Linked DNA regions of Ovis aries: regions 1, 2 and 4 are each linked to region 3. Evidence: chromatin contacts called from public Hi-C data. All regions are on one chromosome and are shown on one strand. Each heading gives the region's core, a stretch centred on a gene start, on an enhancer-like site or on the middle of the called end of the contact. The rest is flanking DNA. Distances are from core to core; before and after follow the strand shown. Region 1 overlaps TRDMT1 (tRNA aspartic acid methyltransferase 1). Region 2 holds the start of VIM (vimentin). Region 3 overlaps CUBN (cubilin). Region 4 overlaps CUBN (cubilin).

Region 1 (2,700 bases), core at 48-2,547, 140 kb after region 3:
AGTATGAGAAAATCAGGATAAGCCTCATACGATTATCTTAGGGGCAGAGTGTCAAGACAACTAGCTAGCAAGTAAAGAGAGAAGGTTTGAATGTTTAAATCATAAAACCACCTATCAAATGAGTTTGAGTGGTATTAACAAAGAAGAGGCAGGGATCTTTTACAAATTCTTCGCCAAGGGTCTTATTTCCCCTTCTTTCTAGGTTTAAAAAGAAACTTGAAAAACACATTTGTTAACACTTGGGAAATAAGCCAAAGGCTATATCCCCTAAATATCCAGTAAAATAAATTGTGATATACCTATACCATGAGTATAGCAAAATTCTTAGGCAATAATACCCAAATTACATTGTACGGTCAAAAAAAAATGGGTGCATAATAATGATTATAATATTCTACAATTTACTTAAGAAGGGGGTAAAAATATACATGTATATTTAGATACCCTGCACACAACACCTCTGGAAGATTAGACAGTAAACTGTAATCATTGGTTGCATGTAGGGATGGAAATTGGATGAACAAGAGGCAGAGAGGAAAGGAGTCTTACAATCTCAGTTCCTTTTGAATTTTGAACCATGAGAATATAACTACTTACCCCAAAACTAAAGAAAATTTAAAGTGCTCTAATGTGCTCCAGATTATTCAATCTAATTTCTTTATATTAAAATTTAATATCTTCTTGTACACTGATTATGAAAGTGGACAGAAATTTTTGAGGTACCATAAAAAGAAAGGTGGTAAAAAAAATTAGCAATTTGCCGTCTACAGAGACCATATTTTCACCATGGGTATGTTTCCACCATGGGTAATTAAGCTCCTTCGAAGGTCACCAAACAATGGCCTGGCCTTTCATGAGCACTTTCGTGGGCTGTGCACATGATGTTCTGCCAGAAGCAATTTTTACTTGTGCGTTCTATTGGAACACGAAAGCAGGCAATTAAGGGAGGAAAACAAATAAACAAACACATTTTAGCAGAAACATTCTATAAAATGCTTCTTGTTTCCAGAAGAAATAAAAGAGACAATAGTTATGAAAACTTGGTTACTTTGGATATGTCCTGAGTAGAGACTCTTTAAAACTTACCCTTTTGTAAAGCACATGGATCTTCTAGAAGTGGGTTTAACAATGTCTAACAAAAGAGCATATCGCAGTAATGACTTTGGTGGTAAAAAGAATGAATGCTTGTCAATGTTATCTTCAAGAAAATCTTTTAGCATTCGCACAGAGAGATCACTGTCCTGTTGACGTTTCCTGTCAATTTCTCCTGCAGTTTCAAGCTTAAAAAGAATGGCCTCTTTCCCAGAACACTGTGTGCTGCTATCAAAGCAAATATTTGGTTCAGTTTTCTTTTCTGCATTTATTGCATATTGAGGGGAATGTTCAGATTCAGTTTTGGGAAACTCCATCAGTACCTGACATTAAATAAAAATATATAAATTGTCAAAAGCTTTCTTAAAAATAAAAGATGAATTAATAATATCTAGTCAACATTATGCAAAAAAATTCTTTAGCTTTTACTGAGCTGTCATTAAAAAGATAGACATTGAGGTTTACTAGTAATTTATATAAGCTACTACAAGTTTTTCATCATGTAATGATAGGCCATCAGACTATAGATAATTTATTTCATGAAATTACTGCTTTCTCTAGTAATAAAACCATTCAACAGAATAATAGGAAGTAGGCTGAATATACAGACGACATCATAGTTGGAAAAGAAGTTGAGAAAGCAACAGGAATATTTCCAGAAATGTGTTTTGAATCAAAGCTTACCATTCCCCTTTGTTAAAAAACACACACACACACTAAAACATACCCATGATCTAAAGGAAAATTAGTTATTAAAAATGATAAGCACTCTTTGCCTTGAAAGGTTATTTCTATTCCTGAGCCCCATAGGAAAAACTTGTTTCTACAAAACAGGTAACCTTGTATAAAGTCCTATTTTGAGAAGGATAAAATAGTTCCAGGAATTTTTAATGATGAAATCTTTGTTAATATACTTTATATATTGTTTTTGGAACTATCCACATTGAAAGGGAGACACATTGCTATTGAATAATATAATACAGGCGTGTCTTCCATCGCCTGCCTTGGCAGGCGGGTTCTTTATCACTAGTGCCACCTGGGAAGCCCCGTAATATAATACCATTGTGTGTAGTCACTCAGCACTGTCCAACTCTTTGTGACCCTTTGGACTGTAGTTCACTGGGCTTCTCTGTCCATGGAATTTTTCAGGCAAGAATACTAAAGTGGGTTGCCAATTCCTATTCCAGGGGATCTTCCTGACCCAGGGATCAAACCTATGTCTTCTGTGTCTCCTGCATTGCAGGCAGATTCTTTACCCACTGAGCCATCAGGGAAGCATAAAACTGGTATTGTGTTACAGGGGGATTCAAATGATACTACTGAACCCCTGTTAGTAGGACATGACTTTTAAGTTCTTACCTGTGATGATTACAGAGAGCTTCACTGAACCACTGAAACTCTGTTATCCACATCAAGTTTCAGCAGAAGCATACAAAATTGCTAGCATAATGAGCGATTTTATCTATAGCAATTGTGCATTTTATCCTAGCTTGTACTAATCATTACCATATTTTAATCAGTTAAAGCTAAACAGCATAGATTTCAAAGAAAATGCAACCGATGTTGTGAAAACACTTGAGCCATTTTTAAGACAGTATACTGAATTTT
Region 2 (2,700 bases), core at 153-2,652, 220 kb after region 3:
ACACCAGAATCCTGCAGAATGCATCAGTCCCTGCAAACATTCTATCATCTGAGGCTAACTAGCTGCCTTTCTAACTAATCATTTAATCAACTAACTGCCTTTCATTCACCAAATTAAACATTTAAAGTATCACCTAATTCATTCTTATAATTAGCGCAGGTTTATACCTTGAATGACTTCCGCAACAGCAGAAAAACCAGAGATCAATTTGATTGTGCAGCTGCGGACGCAGAGCTTCCTCCTTCACCCCAAACTTCCAGATCCTGTTAAAAGTCGGGTGTGGTTTTATGGGGGGAGGGGGAGGCCGAGAGGGGACCAGGGAGAAGAGTGAGGGGGAACTTGGCAAGAACCTCCCCGGAGTGCATTTGTGATGCCCCAGACCCGCGTTCGGCGCTTATAGAATGTGTGCAGAAGTTTCTTACTACAGAGAAGCCTGCATATCGGAGCAAAATCTGGCTTTGTCGGGTTCTTAAGAACTCAGGCGCGCGCTAGTCTTCACGCAGGCGAACTGCCCACGAGAAAGCTGAGGCCCAGCTCGAAGTTGTGTTAAACTTCGACAAACTGTGCGCGCAGGCCCGGGGAGGCTGGAGTCAATCTCGTCTAACGGTTTCCCTGTACCGCTAGGAGCCTTCGGCGGGACAGCCGGGTGCAGTGACTCAGTGCCAGTGACTCAGCGACCCCACCCTTCTCCCCCAGGCTTTCCTCGGCCGCCGCCTCGAAGCGCGCACCGTCCAAAGGGGACCCAGTCCGTTAGGTCCCTGAACAGGAATTCCCAAGACAAGAGGACGAAGAGAGACGGGGTCCGCATCAGATCCTCTTTCGAAGCGGGCTGTGCACACACTCCTGCGCGGGGCCCAAGCCCTGCGTCCAGAGCTGTGCGCGCCCCCACCTCGCGCTCTAATCTCAGGCCCTCTTTGTTTCTTTCTCCACGCCTCCAGTTCTGCGGGATCCTGCACTCCCCCTCCTCCTGCTTCTTGGCCCGCGGGGCTCCGCATCCTCTCTCTCCCAGTAAAGCGCAACCCAGCTGCGGCGCGCCCCTCCCACCCGCGCGCCTCCTCCTACAGCTCTTTGGCGCGGAGCCCGGGACCCCTCTGGTCCAGTCCTGGCGGGTTCCCCCTGCACCACTGCGCGACCCCTCCTTTATCAGCACCCAGAGGTGAGCAGAGCTCGGGCCACCATCAGGAAAGCCCCTGAAAGTCCCAGCCCAGCTAAGAAGTAACGGGGCTGTGCTCAGTCCCCGTTGGGGAAGATGGGGGAGGAGGACGGCTCCGGGGCGCCCCCGCCCCAACCCCCCGCCCAGCCTTCCCCATTGGCTGGCGCACTCCGTCGCCGGGATGGCAGTGGGAGGGAACCCTCTTACCTAACGCGGTTATAAAAACTGCGCCCCGCGCGGGGTCCGGTCCTCTGCCACTCTCGCTCCGGGCTCCCCGCGCCAGAGACGCAGCACCGCTCCCTCTGCCCACACCCACCGCGCCCTCGCGCTCGCCTCTTCTCCCGGAGCCAGTCCGTGCTACCGCAGTCGCCCAGTCCACCGCCACCCTCTGCAGCCATGTCCACCAGGTCCGTGTCCTCGTCCTCCTACCGCAGGATGTTCGGCGGCCCAGGCACCGCGAGCCGGCCGAGCTCCACCCGGAGCTACGTGACCACGTCCACCCGCACCTACAGCCTGGGCAGTGCGCTGCGCCCCTCCACCAGCCGCACCCTCTACACCTCGTCCCCGGGTGGCGTGTACGCCACGCGCTCCTCGGCTGTGCGCCTGCGGAGCGGCGTGCCCGGCGTGCGGCTGCTGCAGGACTCGGTGGACTTCTCGTTGGCCGACGCCATCAACACCGAGTTCAAGAACACCCGCACCAACGAGAAGGTGGAGCTGCAGGAGCTCAATGACCGCTTCGCCAACTACATCGACAAGGTGCGCTTCCTGGAGCAGCAGAACAAGATCCTGCTGGCTGAGCTCGAGCAGCTCAAGGGACAGGGCAAGTCGCGCCTGGGGGACCTCTACGAGGAGGAGATGCGAGAGCTGCGCCGGCAGGTGGACCAGCTCACCAACGACAAGGCCCGCGTCGAGGTGGAGCGCGACAACCTGGCCGAAGACATCATGAGGCTCCGGGAGAAGTAAGGCGGCGCCCACGCGGGGCTGAGGGAGGGATGAAGTGGATACCGGAGCTGCCACGCCCTTGGGGATGTGGCCCGGGCGGCGGCTGCCGGGGGTGGGGGTGGGGGACAGCGGGGGAGCAGGGTTGTGGCTTAAGCGGTGCGGGCCCCGCCCTGAACCAGAATCTTCCAAGTTAGCATTTTCCCTCTACCCCGACTCATTGCCCAAGAACGCACGTTTCAAGTTGCAGACTTTTAAAAACTACCACTGTGTACTCTGCTGCTGCTGCTGCTGCTAAGGCCCTAGAAAAGGATGAACGCGATTTCCCCAAACTTTGAGAAAGTTTCCTGTCCCCCTCTGGCTGGCTGCCAGCCAACGGGCCGTGGAGAGAGCGAGACAAAGGGATTGTAGAGTCTCCGCGGTGAGGTGGTGGCGGGCGTCTCGCAGGTCGGGGTGGCGACAGTGATTGCTTTTCCACGCAGAGGCCAAGGTCCCGCTTAAACTTGCCTAGGACAGCAGGTCTAAGCCGCGGTCGCTAATTGAGCGCGGAGGTGGCGCAGCAACCCTTGGGTCTCTGCGCCACGACTGGGTGTTTGGGTGTGGTCGCC
Region 3 (2,700 bases), core at 161-2,660:
TGTACTGTAGGAACACATTAGAGTTCACAACAAAGGACAGAAATGGTATGCACCTAGAAGAAGCAGAAGGTATTAAGAGGTGGTCAGAATACACAGGGAAGCCTGGAGTGTTGCAGTCCATGGAGGTGCAAAGTCGGACATGACTGAGAGACTGAACTGAACTGAATATGGCCAGTGTTGGTCTCTAGATTCAAAGTCCAGTCTAGCTCTTAATATTCACTTAGAACATAAACTTGTGAAGATTACTTAACCTCCATAAGCTAAGAGTTCTTTGCAAACTTAGCCTCTTAATGGTACTTGTCTCATAGGGCTGTTGTGGTTAGCATACCAAAAAAAAACATATAATAGTTTGGGTGTGAGTCCTGGCATATGGACTCAAATGTTATTCTAATTCTTGGTCAGTGGCAAAGGGAACCAACATTGCTTCTAAAGAAACTCTACCGGAAATAACTTTGACAGAAAATAATATGATGGCTAAAAAGAACTTGAACTGACTCATGTAAACTATTTCTCAGAAATCATCCCTGGCAGACCAGACAGGGAAGCAAGAAATCAACAGATCACTTGGGAGGAGATGGAAGGCCATGGCCAGCAGGGTGTTGCTATGACAACCTGGTTTTGTGTGGAGACTGAGGCCATCACTGCCATGTGGGGTACAGAGCTCAGCGCAGATCCTACAGTGAGGGAGTGTGTGGGTGGAGGAAGGTAGTGGATCATCACAGGACTGGTGGTGAAGAGGACATTGGGCAATTTGTCAAGGCTGCCCTGGTGACAGATCAGGGAGCAACCACTGGATAGCAAAACACATGTGTTTTTTCCTGTTGCAGCCTCCACCCCACTTTCCCTCTGGCCAGCCTGCAGCTCCGGCTGCTTGGCCACTGGAGCTTCTGAGAGGACCAGGAACTGACGAATTCTTGGAGCACCTCTTCAGATTTTCCCCACCCCAAAATCAACTGTACCAGGAACTATGGGACCTGCTTTGTTAGAACAGTTACTGAGAACACTGTTGCCCAAGTTCACACGCAAATCTCCTGGCTTGGAACTTTCAGAGTTTACTTTAAATCTGAAAGGCTTTGAGATGTTCTTGTAAGAATAGAAGAAACTGCCAAGCAAGATTCATCTAGGAGGGTAAAAGGCCCCCACTGTGGATGACAAGAGCCTGGGCAGGGAGGGGGTGCGGGGGGAGGTGTGGTAAAAATGCAATCCGATCTTGTAAGATAAATTAGACAAACGTTTAAATAAGCATGCAGAAGCAGAGCACTGCTGGCTCTGTGTCACCCCAGGGGGTGGGGAGATGGGGGGTGAAGGTTCCAGCATGGGACACAAGGGTGGGCACAGTGCAGTAGGTACAGAGGCACATCTTGCCCACCCCCTACTCCCCGCTTCCCACCAGGCACAGGAAAAGCCATTGCCATGTGCTGCAGGGTGGGGCAGGAAGCATGAGGTACCCGTCTAAAATTAAACAATGACTCACAACCCTGAGCTTTGCATGAGACCAAGAAACCCGTTGAAAGCCCACATTTGGAATTATTTTGTGTCACTCTGGATTAAAGGCTGGACTCCAATACAGACCATACAGTCAGCTTCCATGTGGCGGCTAGTTGCTGTCCTCTCTTAATAGTGCATGGATATTTATTTCTGCTTTCTACATATTACTTATTTTAGATGCCACCAAGGCTGATTTGGGTTGGTTTGTTTGCTTGTTTTATTAATCTTTGTTTAACCATGGATGTATGCAAAAGTTTAACTACAAAGACATTTTACCTCAGCACTGTTTATAACAGTGGACATTTGCAAAGATTCTAAGTGTCTCTCAAGGAGAATGGGTAGTTAAATTGTGATGATGAAACATTCGATGTTGCAAATGATGTGGTGTAATAAATAACAAGGAGAAACATTCGCAAGCTACTGTTGCATGTTTAAAAACTCATTAAGGAAGTGGAGAAGGAAATGGCAACCTACTCCAGTATTCTTGCCTGGAGAATCCCAGGGACAGAGGAGCCTGGTGGGCTGCCATCTATGGGGTCGCACAGAGTCGGACACAACTGAAGCGACTTAACAGCAAGAATAATAGTATAGAACTTATGATGGAGGGGAGAAGAATGGGGGAAGGGATAATTAGGGAGTTTGGGATCAACATGTACATACTGCTGTATTTAAAATGCATAACCCACTGCATTGCAAAGGGCACTCTAGTCAATGTTATGGGGCAGCCTGGATAGGAGGGGGGTTGGGGAGAGAATGGATACATGTATATGTATGGCTGAGTCCCTTTGCTGTCCACCTGAAACTATCACAATGTTGTTAATCAGCTGGATTCCAGTAGAAAATAAAAAGTTTTAAAAATGCAAGAAAAGAGAATAGTATGTACAAAATGATCCTCTTTGAATGTTAAAATAAAATAGTGAGGGACTTTAGTAAGTAAATGTCACCAAATATCATCAGTAGTGATATAATTTGTGTTATTTTTATTTTATCTAGGTTTTTCTATATTTTCCATATTGTCTGCAATGACTGTATTGCTATGTGATCAGATAAGTTTATTTTTTAAAGTATTATCTCTGGGACCCTGTTAACATAGCAAGGTAGATATGTATTGGTAATATTTTTCCAGGCTCAGAATTTCACACCCTTTTAGGGTAGTAGACCCAGCTGGTCTACTAAAAAGACTATACTGTCTGTCTCCATAATCTTTTTCAT
Region 4 (2,700 bases), core at 190-2,689, 140 kb before region 3:
ACTCAGTCGTGTCCGACTCTTTGTGACCCCATGAACTATACAGTCCATGGAATTCTCCAGGCCAGAATACTGGCGTGGGTAGCCGTCCCCTTCTCCATGTTAGCTTCCCAACCCAGGGACTGAACCCAGGTCTCCCACGTTGCAGGCAGATTCTTTACCAGCTGAGCCACCATGGATTCCTAGGCAACAGGTCTACAAAGTGAAGAAAGAAATGGAGATTCCACAGTTTTTGCTCCAATGTGGACTGATTGTTACCAAAGGCAACCACTTAAGCTTATTGAAAAGCCTGACATGGAAGAACAATTACTAAGGGTATTAATGAACTGAGAAATTTATTTACCTATTAAATAATGTTTTGTTTGTTAGTCAAGGAAATATATTTATTATTTCTTAAGTTTTGTTGGTGTGTAGTTTGTTTACAATGCTGTGTTAGTTTCAGGTGTACAGCAAAGTGAATCAGTCAGACATATACATACATCCACTTTTTTTAGATTCTGTTCCCATATAGGCCATTACAGAGTATTGAGTAGAGTTCCCTGTGCTATACAGTAGATTCTTATTAGTTACCTGTATTTATATTTAGTGTTGAGATGGGAAAAGATGAATGGTATTCCAATAGCAGTGATGTCATAAATCAATAATGATGATACCATATAGAAACTCACAGGTGCCACAAAAGTGGCAGAGGCGAATTTTGCAAGGAAGGGAGACTATTATTTCAGGCCAAGAGGATCTAGAATGTTCAAGGAGGAGGTGACATTTGATCTGTATCTTAAAGGATAAACTCGACAAGACCATAGAGAAATGGGGCTGGTATTGGCAAGTCCAGGCTGAAAGAGTTTGTAACCAAAGGTTAAGTGGACAAGGACTTACATTTATAGAATTTGATCTATAGACTTTATTCTATAGCTAGCAGGGATTCACTTGAAAGGTTTTTGATCTGAGGAGTGATAGGGTCAGAATGAATGCACTTTCTCATCAAGTCCAACCTAGAAATGCATCTGGAGGAAATGAAACCAGACCTGAGCACATGGAGGAAGTAGGGGAAGTGGTCTGGGCTGGAGGAAGTAGGGGAAGTGCACAGTCAGAGGTCTGTATGCAGGAAAACCGGACTGCTGGGCTTTAGTCTACTAATACATCAGCTCCAACGACTAAATGCTATTTTCTAAAAAACTTAAGCTATATGTTTTAATCACCACTTGCTTATTAATTGTTACTAGTTAGGTTAATAAGGATAGAATGCCAAATATACTGAGCACTGCAAGTGCCATTATACACACTTACTGCTGATACATGCAAGATAAGATACACACTTATTAGACACAAGACTACTCCTATTGCTACTACTGCTGCTAATGTCTTAAGAAAGAGACACCCTGCCTTCAGGGAATCCCAGAGCAGAATCCGCAGCTCACTGACGTGCACTGGCACAGGCTTAGAGGGAGACTGCGTCATTCCTAACTCTTCAGTCTGTCTCTGTGCAGTGGTCTAGAATGGACAGGGAGGCCTGGCGTGCTACGATTCATGGGGTCGCAAAGAGTCGGACACGACTGAGTGACTGAACTGAACTGAGAATGGACAGAGTATATTTTTCTGTCCACTTGATGCTAGATTTGACTATGTGACTTGCTTGAGACAATGGAATATTAGCGGCCAAGAGGTAGGAAGAGCACATTTAAATGTGCTGATGCTCTTTGGCTTGGACTTTTGTGCTTGTGTGATCCACCAAGAGCTCATGCCCTGGGGACTTGCATGGAAAGCAGACCCGGCCCTAGCCTATACTGTAGAGCCAAACACGCTCAGCCTGCATCCTGAAACAGGCAGGCAAAACAGCCTGATGATCCATAAGTAATAGAATTAATATTCTAGGTATAAGCCACTGCATTTTGGATAGTCTGTTATATGGCATTATTGTGGCAATAACTGACCAATACAAAAATAGCTTTTTCCAGTTATCAAACTATAATAGAGTTTATTGACTCATAAAATGAACACACAGAATAAAGAAAATGGAGAACTAAAATTATTGTCAGATAATCCTGGCCCAAATAGTCAAATAACTGAAGTAAATATAATATTATATGAGTGAGTTATATAATTCAAATTCTATATATTCTATATGAGTAAACATATGAATAAACAGTCAAATAATTGAAGTAAACACAATATGATATGAGAGTAAATATCTTTCAGTGTTTGCGGCATAGGAAATGGAATGGTTATACTTGTTCTGATTCCCTAGTTTGATATTTAAACCTAGCATAACTGCTCTGTGCTTCTGCCCCTCGTAAGGCAAAATGGAAATGGAAGCCTATGTCTTTGAGGAAATATAAAGACAAATATTATCAAATATTACCAAAAAGTACTATTGCCATGATACTATTTCTGAATTTCAACAATAGTAGGATACAGGGGAAGAAAAAGGCAGAATTCTGTAACAATGAAATAGTGTCATATATTTGTTTACTATATCAGTATTTTAGAATTCCTTTCTTTGAGCTAGTCTATGACTTTAACCAAGACTTTAGTCTTGACTTTAACCTAATGTTCTTTAGCATCACAAACTCACCATCTTCTTTGTCACTACTCATGTTTCTACCATCCAGCCAGCTCCCACCCATCAGCAACTTCCTGATGTTGTGTCAGAAGCACTCTGGAAGACCCACTCTGTGCCAGAGAACAAATGTCACTCTAACCTCC

What was found. A called contact is a pair of places that touch in the nucleus more often than the background predicts.
Region 1: a Hi-C map of tail adipose tissue shows a contact between it and region 3, with 2.3 times the contacts expected there. The contact joins two enhancer-like sites. A contact is called at or near these places in 2 of 16 Hi-C or Micro-C datasets (omental adipose tissue and tail adipose tissue).
Region 2: a Hi-C map of tail adipose tissue shows a contact between it and region 3, with 4 times the contacts expected there. The contact joins the promoter of VIM here to the enhancer-like site in region 3. A contact is called at or near these places in 4 of 16 Hi-C or Micro-C datasets (muscle, retroperitoneal adipose tissue, skin fibroblasts and 1 more).
Region 4: a Hi-C map of omental adipose tissue shows a contact between it and region 3, with 1.8 times the contacts expected there. The contact joins two enhancer-like sites. A contact is called at or near these places in 4 of 16 Hi-C or Micro-C datasets (omental adipose tissue, skin fibroblasts and tail adipose tissue).

What each region holds. Positions count from the first base shown.
Region 1 is chr13:30,968,739-30,971,438 of ARS-UI_Ramb_v3.0, forward strand. TRDMT1 (tRNA aspartic acid methyltransferase 1) reads right to left here. Exons shown (of 12, transcript XM_042230590.2): 9 at 1,087-1,415. Among named protein-coding and RNA genes, the nearest start is that of CUBN, 35 kb to the left of the region's middle. Within about 2 kb of position 1,298, at least 5 of the 54 cell types and tissues checked have an H3K27ac peak or open chromatin away from gene starts, as enhancers often do. A contact at or near this core is called in tail adipose tissue, where this site is marked.
Region 2 is chr13:31,054,724-31,057,423 of ARS-UI_Ramb_v3.0, forward strand. VIM (vimentin) reads left to right here and starts at 1,403. Exons shown (of 9, transcript XM_004014247.6): 1 at 1,403-2,112. The coding sequence starts at 1,550. TRDMT1 (tRNA aspartic acid methyltransferase 1) reads right to left here and starts at 250. Exons shown (of 12, transcript XM_042230590.2): 1 at 168-250.
Region 3 is chr13:30,831,426-30,834,125 of ARS-UI_Ramb_v3.0, forward strand. All of the region lies in intron 27 of CUBN (cubilin), which reads right to left. Among named protein-coding and RNA genes, the nearest start is that of CUBN, 100 kb to the right of the region's middle. Within about 2 kb of position 1,411, at least 19 of the 54 cell types and tissues checked have an H3K27ac peak or open chromatin away from gene starts, as enhancers often do. A contact at or near this core is called in tail adipose tissue, where this site is marked.
Region 4 is chr13:30,687,697-30,690,396 of ARS-UI_Ramb_v3.0, forward strand. The region is part of intron 59 of CUBN (cubilin); the gene reads right to left. Among named protein-coding and RNA genes, the nearest start is that of RSU1, 32 kb to the left of the region's middle. Within about 2 kb of position 1,440, at least 3 of the 54 cell types and tissues checked have an H3K27ac peak or open chromatin away from gene starts, as enhancers often do.